Linked DNA regions of Ovis aries: region 1 is linked to region 2. The links are chromatin contacts, called in public Hi-C maps. All regions are on one chromosome and are shown on one strand. The core of a region is the stretch at or near the end of the contact, and the rest is flanking DNA. Distances in the headings are between cores, read along the strand shown. Region 1 overlaps LOC114113914 (a long non-coding RNA gene). Region 2 has its middle 30 kb from the start of AFTPH.

Evidence for each region. A called contact is a pair of places that touch in the nucleus more often than the background predicts.
Region 1: a contact with region 2 is called in a Hi-C map of hypothalamus, with 5 times the contacts expected there. The contact joins two enhancer-like sites. A contact is called at or near these places in 12 of 16 Hi-C or Micro-C datasets (blood, hypothalamus, liver and 6 more).

The regions. Positions count from the first base shown.
Region 1 is chr3:43,964,199-43,967,223 of ARS-UI_Ramb_v3.0, forward strand. All of the region lies in intron 2 of LOC114113914 (a long non-coding RNA gene), which reads left to right. Among named protein-coding and RNA genes, the nearest start is that of LGALSL, 110 kb to the left of the region's middle. Within about 2 kb of position 1,418, at least 37 of the 54 cell types and tissues checked have an H3K27ac peak or open chromatin away from gene starts, as enhancers often do. A contact at or near this core is called in hypothalamus, where this site is marked.
Region 2 is chr3:43,821,098-43,824,261 of ARS-UI_Ramb_v3.0, forward strand. No RefSeq gene overlaps it. Among named protein-coding and RNA genes, the nearest start is that of AFTPH, 30 kb to the left of the region's middle. Within about 2 kb of position 1,499, at least 30 of the 54 cell types and tissues checked have an H3K27ac peak or open chromatin away from gene starts, as enhancers often do. A contact at or near this core is called in hypothalamus, where this site is marked.

The DNA of each region.
Region 1 (3,025 bases), core at 168-2,667, 140 kb after region 2:
CGCCAACATACCTGCCCTCCCAACACATCCCACTCCTACTCTGCAGAGCCCATCTCCCACTGAAGGAAACTCTTGCCTGGCCAAGAAGTCGAGGGTCTGCTCAGTGTTCACCCTATTTCGTTGGCTCTCCACATTCAGCTCTCGTTTGCCTAGATAAGTGCGTGCTAAGTCACTTCAGTCCACCCTATGGACTGTAGCCTGCCAGGTTCCTCTGTCCATTGGGATTCTCCAGCCAAGAATATTGAAGTGGGTTGCCAGGCCCTCCTCCAGGGGATCTTCCTGACCCAGGGATCGAACCCTTCTCTCTTATGTCTCCTGCACTGGCAGGCAGGAGGTTCTTTTTAACCACTATCACCAGCTGGGAAGACCCTTTGCCTAGATAGTATGAGCCAAACAGAAACTCAGTAGCCAAAAGCTGTCTTTAGGCAAGTGCTCTGTTTGGCCTCCTACACAAAAGGGAACATAACAGTGAAAATGATAGTAAGCAACAAGGATCATCACTGTTTCAAAGAGACATCAGTGCCAGCAGCTCCCGTGAGACCCTGGCGTGTCAGTCACTTTATCTGCAATCAGAAAATGAAATTCACCTGCCTCTGTAGGTAGAGTGCTCATAAACACTTAGAAAACTGGAAATGACTTTATAACTGCCACTTACTGCTGTTGTCCATAAGAACTTTGTGATCACAGCCCTCGGGATCCTAATATGCCACCGGTCCTTGTGAGGGTGTACTCTCAGTGCAATGAAATTAAGCGGGTACTTAATGGCAACCTCAGCCCAGATCCCTCGACAGAAAATAAACGCACAACACAGCTCCTCTGGGGCACTGAGGATGGCTGATCCCCGCCAGAAGGGGTGGGGCCTGGAATGAAATGGCATGGGGTCAGGGTTGGAAGTCCTCGGCTCCCTTCCTTGCGGGCAAGGCAGATGCCAGGCAGTTCAGGGAGGAGCGTGGGCATCTGCCACTTTCCCCGCCCCCCACCTCTTCCTAAGGGAGAAAGTTCTTTTCCTTCCTGCCCCTTTGGGCAGAGCAGAAATTGAAAAAAGCTACTTGTTCCTAACAAGTTATATATAGCTCAGCAACTGACTGCCGGGTCTCCAGCTTCAGGTCCGGGAACGGCCTTCCGTAGCCACACCCGGACAATTGTCCCAGTTAGCAGCAAAGCCGAGGGGAATCTTCTAGTGGCCCTTTATGCTTGTGGCGTAAACTGAAATAGCCCCCTTCTCGGAGAAGAGGATGTCACTGCAGCCACAATTTTCCAGAAAGGGAAGCGGTGGAGGGGGGGGGGGGGGGGGCAAGTTCCCTGAATAATGTGGGGTCCGGCGCCACCTAGTGTCCACTGTAGAGCTTGGCGCGCATCCCGCTCCCTTGATAGGGTGTTTTGGAAACTGACTCCAACCGCCAGAGGGACTGAAACAAGGAAACAGTACCAGACCTCAGGGCTGTCCTCAAGCCCACGACGAGGGACTGTGATTTTGGTGGGAGAAACTGAGACGTTATGATCCTAATGCGTCATAGATGGGGGTGTTGGGTGAAGGGACGGGGGTGTCTTTCTCTTGGAAGGAAGCTGAGGTGATTCACAAGTAAATTTAGAGTCTTGTTCCCAGAAGATTGGCTTGGCTTTGTCAGCTTGAATATTTTTGCTCACACTAAGGGGGAAAAAACCAATAATACCAGTGCTATTTTATGACTTTTGTGCTTTTCAAACTAGTTTCTCAGTGTTCCCCCAGAGCCAGCATATGGCCTATTTGCAAAAGTCCTTGTAAGCTGTCTCATCACTGAACCCACTCCTGCCCTCTTGCTAATGTCTTTGTGGGACAAGCAGTCTCCTTTTATTATCCTCCCACTTCCTGGCTGCCTCAAACCCTCTGCTAATCAAAGCCACCTTTTGCTCTTTGCTTTACATCATTCGTTTAAACCTCAGAGCAGCCCAGAGAGTGGATGTTAATATTCTCATTCAGTATATGAGTAAACTGATGCATGGGGAAGTTAAGTGACTTACCCAGATCTGTCAGCTAACAAGTGGAGGTGGGATTTGAACCCAGGTATTTAGCTTAAAAATATTTCACCAAAGTATTCTATCTGACACAAATGAAGCGACTTCACACACACACACACACACACACACACACACACACACACACACACACATATTCTATCTGTACCATGAGGGGGTAGCCAGCTAGAGCAGAGGAAGCTACAGAATACAGGAGGTTCTGGAGGACATAAATGCCCCTCCAGCTCAGAGGACACTTCCTACTTTGGACCAGCCCCTGTGACCCCAAGGCTTGGCTGGACTTTTGGTAAACACCCTCCTTCCTGCCAGCATCAGTCTCCCCGCACTCCACCCCTCCCCAACACACACAACCTCAACACAAACACTTCAGCAGGCATTCCTCCACACTTGGAACCAGCCCAGAGGAATAGTGAGAGCAAAGAGCAGGGACCTGGCAAACGTTCAGAATGCCAGGAGAATCGTGGATTTGTCTGATTCCCCAGGCCTTGGCTTCCTCCAGTGGAAAACTGGGAAAATTCGCTGCTGGCTGCTCCCTTCCGCTCCCCCCTCCACCCTTTTCTCTGCTCCCCACCAAAGAGACATCCCTCCAGAGGAAGGTTAAGTAAGGCTACTCTCTGGAGTCCTCTGAAACAAAACTGTTGCTGAAATACACAGATTCAGAAATGAAGTTTAAATGGATAACATGCTGCTGCTGCCGCTAAGTCGCTTCAGTCGTGTCCGACTCTGTGCGACCCCGTAGACGGCAGCCCACCAGGCTCCCCCTTCCCTGGGATTCTCCAGGCAAGAACACTGGAGTGGGTTGCCATTTCCTTCTCCAATGCATGAAAGTGAAAAGTCAAAGTGAAGACGCCGACCTCTACAAATGGGGTAAATGTGCGGGCTGCCGGCAGCCTGTGAGAAGTGGTTTGGGGTATTGGAAGGAGCACGGGATTCAGAGACATGGACTGAAATCCTCAGTCTGGCACCCCCTAAGCTGAGTGACTTTGGGCAAGTCACTTAACCTTTCTGA
Region 2 (3,164 bases), core at 249-2,748:
CCTCCTGTTACTGGATGATTTCCCTCAGTGCTTCCTCAGTAGTTTCAGCTGCAGCATTCAGTTAAAGCCTCTTGCAAAAATGACTCCTCCAAATCTGGGGAGAAGGACAGCTTTTCCTTTGTTTAAAGTCTCCTCCACTGCCCACCCTGCCCAGTGGGTACTGGGTGGAAAATGTATTATGGTGATGTTCTAAAACGAAGGAACGCTCGACCTGTCCCCAAGGCCATGCGAGTGGGGAGTGTCAGGGGATCTCTGTGGCTATGTGCAGAGCTTAGAAAAGGGGCCGATTGCTTCTCCAGTCTTTGAGAGAAAGCTGCATGTTCATGGTATAATCTCCCCTTGGGGACCGAACCCCTCTGATTTTGTTAACAAATATATTAGATGACATTTGAAAATTCTTTCTACACATAGCTTTTTATTAGGTGCTATTCTCTTCTCTCCCTCACCCTCATCCCACCCCCCAGCTCCCCAGCCCTTCTAGAAAATCAGCGTGCATCTGAACACTGGGAGGAGAGGGAGGCAGTGCACCCGCTTCATCCCAGCCTGCCAGAAAGACCCAGGCGCTCATCCACAAAGACAGCTGCGGCTGAACAGGATGTGTTTCCATCCTCCAATGTTTCCTGTCTTTCTAGTGACTTCCTATCTCTCGTTGATTGACAAATTGTTTTAAGATGCTGGAGACTGATGAAAAACAAAACCAAATCCTGCTGTGATCCTTTCACAACTGGGCCCTTTCTGTTCATCTCTGAGTGGCAGGCAGGACTTAGTGTGATCAAAAAGGAGAAGACTGAAGGGACATCACTCTGAAGAGAGGAAGGCAAGGCCAGGGGCTCTGTCTCAAGGCCTAGAGCTCTGAGTCGCCCTGGCACAGGCATGGGAAAGCCAGACCTGCAGAGAGGAATGGGCAGAGCCCCCAAACCCAGGTAGGTCTGAGGAACCCTGGGAGGGTTACTTTTCCTGGCATTCCTTTTCCTCTCCTGTAATTTGCGAGGTTTGTGGGAGAATTCCCTCACATCCTTGTACCTCACTGTTCTCATTTCACACCCTTGTATCTCACTGTTCTTATTTGTAAATGGAAGGGCTCTGCAATAGGCACTTCTGAGATCCTGTGGTTCTGAGGCTGACATGAGCCAGGATGGGCCACGTCTCAAGTAGCTGGGCTGTCTAGTAGGGCCTCCAGAGGTGGCTACACTGCTCTTTCCAGACCAGTGGTTCTCAAAATTGAGGTGCATCAGGATCCCCTGGAGGGTTTGCTGAAGCGGGCTGCTGGCCCCACCCTCAGAGTTGCCTTTCAGTAGGACTGGGGTGGGGCCTGAGAATTTACACTTCTAACAAGTTCCCAGGTGCACCCCTGCCGCTAGTCTGGGGATCGCGTATTGAGCATCACATGGAGCAACGCCCAGGGCGTGGGGGAACCGCTGAGAAGAAGGTCACGAGGGTTGAGCAAAGGCCGCCTGGGCAGCCGCGCTCAGGATGCTTACCTCTCCCTCCCACCTGCAGGGGGCAGCCTGGATCTGCCTCAGCCTAGAGGAAGCACCGGGTTAAGTTATCTCATGATAAAATAAATACTCCAGTTTCCTGAAAAATTCTAGGTAGATGTAAACCTACCTCTCGGGTCTGAGGAACCCTTGTAGACTGAGTGTTCTCAGCCTGGATAGCTGGGCTGTTACTACTGAAAGAGACCAACTCTGCTAATGCTGGACTCCCGGGTAGGAAGCGTGTTCTTTCGCCTGAAGGCTCCCACTGCTGGCGAAGTGCGGGCTTTGCCTCAGGGCCCCGGAAATGTTCCACGGACGAACAAATTAAGACCCTGAATATTTGTGCAAGAGCCGATGAAAGAGAAGGGCAGAGAGTGATGGAATGAGTTTTACACATGGTCAGTCTACAGGGGCACTGACCATTGTTTCGGAAAGCAAAAGTATCTTCTGGTGCTAGGTGATTCTCCCCTGTGAAACTGCACAGGCCTTCCCAAAAGCTAACGTGTTCAGATGGGCAGAGGGCTGCAGGAGCAAAACCAGCCAGCAGGGGTCGCCTTCACATTTGCTCCTTGGGGGGGGGGGGTCTTAGCCTTGTGCAAGATATTTCCCAGTCATCTGTTCTTAAAATTATTAAAGCCCGTTATACTGAGAAGCCTAAAACTTTTATTTAAAACAAAGTGAAAATAAATAAGCAATACAAGACAAAAAACACAAAGAAAACCTCCAAGCTGCCTTCTATATGTGCAACAGAAACAGACAGCTTATGCAGTACGAGCTGCTCCAATAGATAACTTCTCTCTCACCCAGGAAGCTGCTCAGCTCATAGACTTGCCCAATATGGAAAAGAAAGGCTTTATGGGGACGTGGGAGGAGCAGCAGAGGTACTCAGATGAGGAGAAGGTGCTTTGGGAGTCAAGACAGAAGACTAGGGTTCTTGGAAATAATTCTTCTTTCCCCTCCAGGCTTCCCTGGTAGCTCAGACAGTAAAGAATCCGCCTTCCAATCCCTGGATCAGAAAGATCCACCGGCACAGGGAATGGCTACTCACTCCAGTATTCTTGCCTGGGAAATCTCTTGGACAGAGGAGCCTGGCAAACTACTGTCCATGGGGTTGAAAAGAGAACTGACTGAGCGACTAAGTATACTTCATCCCTCAGGTTAGGAGGTCAAATTTGGGCAGAGATTCAGGGCAGAGCCTGAGGACTATCATAACAGTCTGATTATCTCCTCTGGTGTACTCAGTTTTCCACTACCTGTGGATTTCTGTCCAAGCTCAAGATATTTATGTGTGAAAGTGGTACACACCAGCCCCACTATCAGTAAAGATAGAGGCCTTCTGGGTGGTCTCTAAGGGTGCTCCTAGGCTTGTGCTACCCCATTCCCACACTCTCAAAGTTCCTTTAGTGGCCATAGTGGTCATGTCATGGGGCACAATCAGCATGTAAGACCAGCTGTGGATGTGAGACAGAGCAACCCAACATGGTGCAGCTGTAGGTCAACCCACAATTGACCATTGGAACAACACATGACCCTCCTTAGCAACATTATCTGTCCCCTTCACTGGTAGTGGGACATCATTACAGGGCACTTTTCACTAAGGTGGTTCCTCATGCTTTCCATCTTCCCTTCTCCAAAATTCTCCTCCTCTGTATTGTCAGTCTTTTTTGGTAGTGTCATCATTCACAA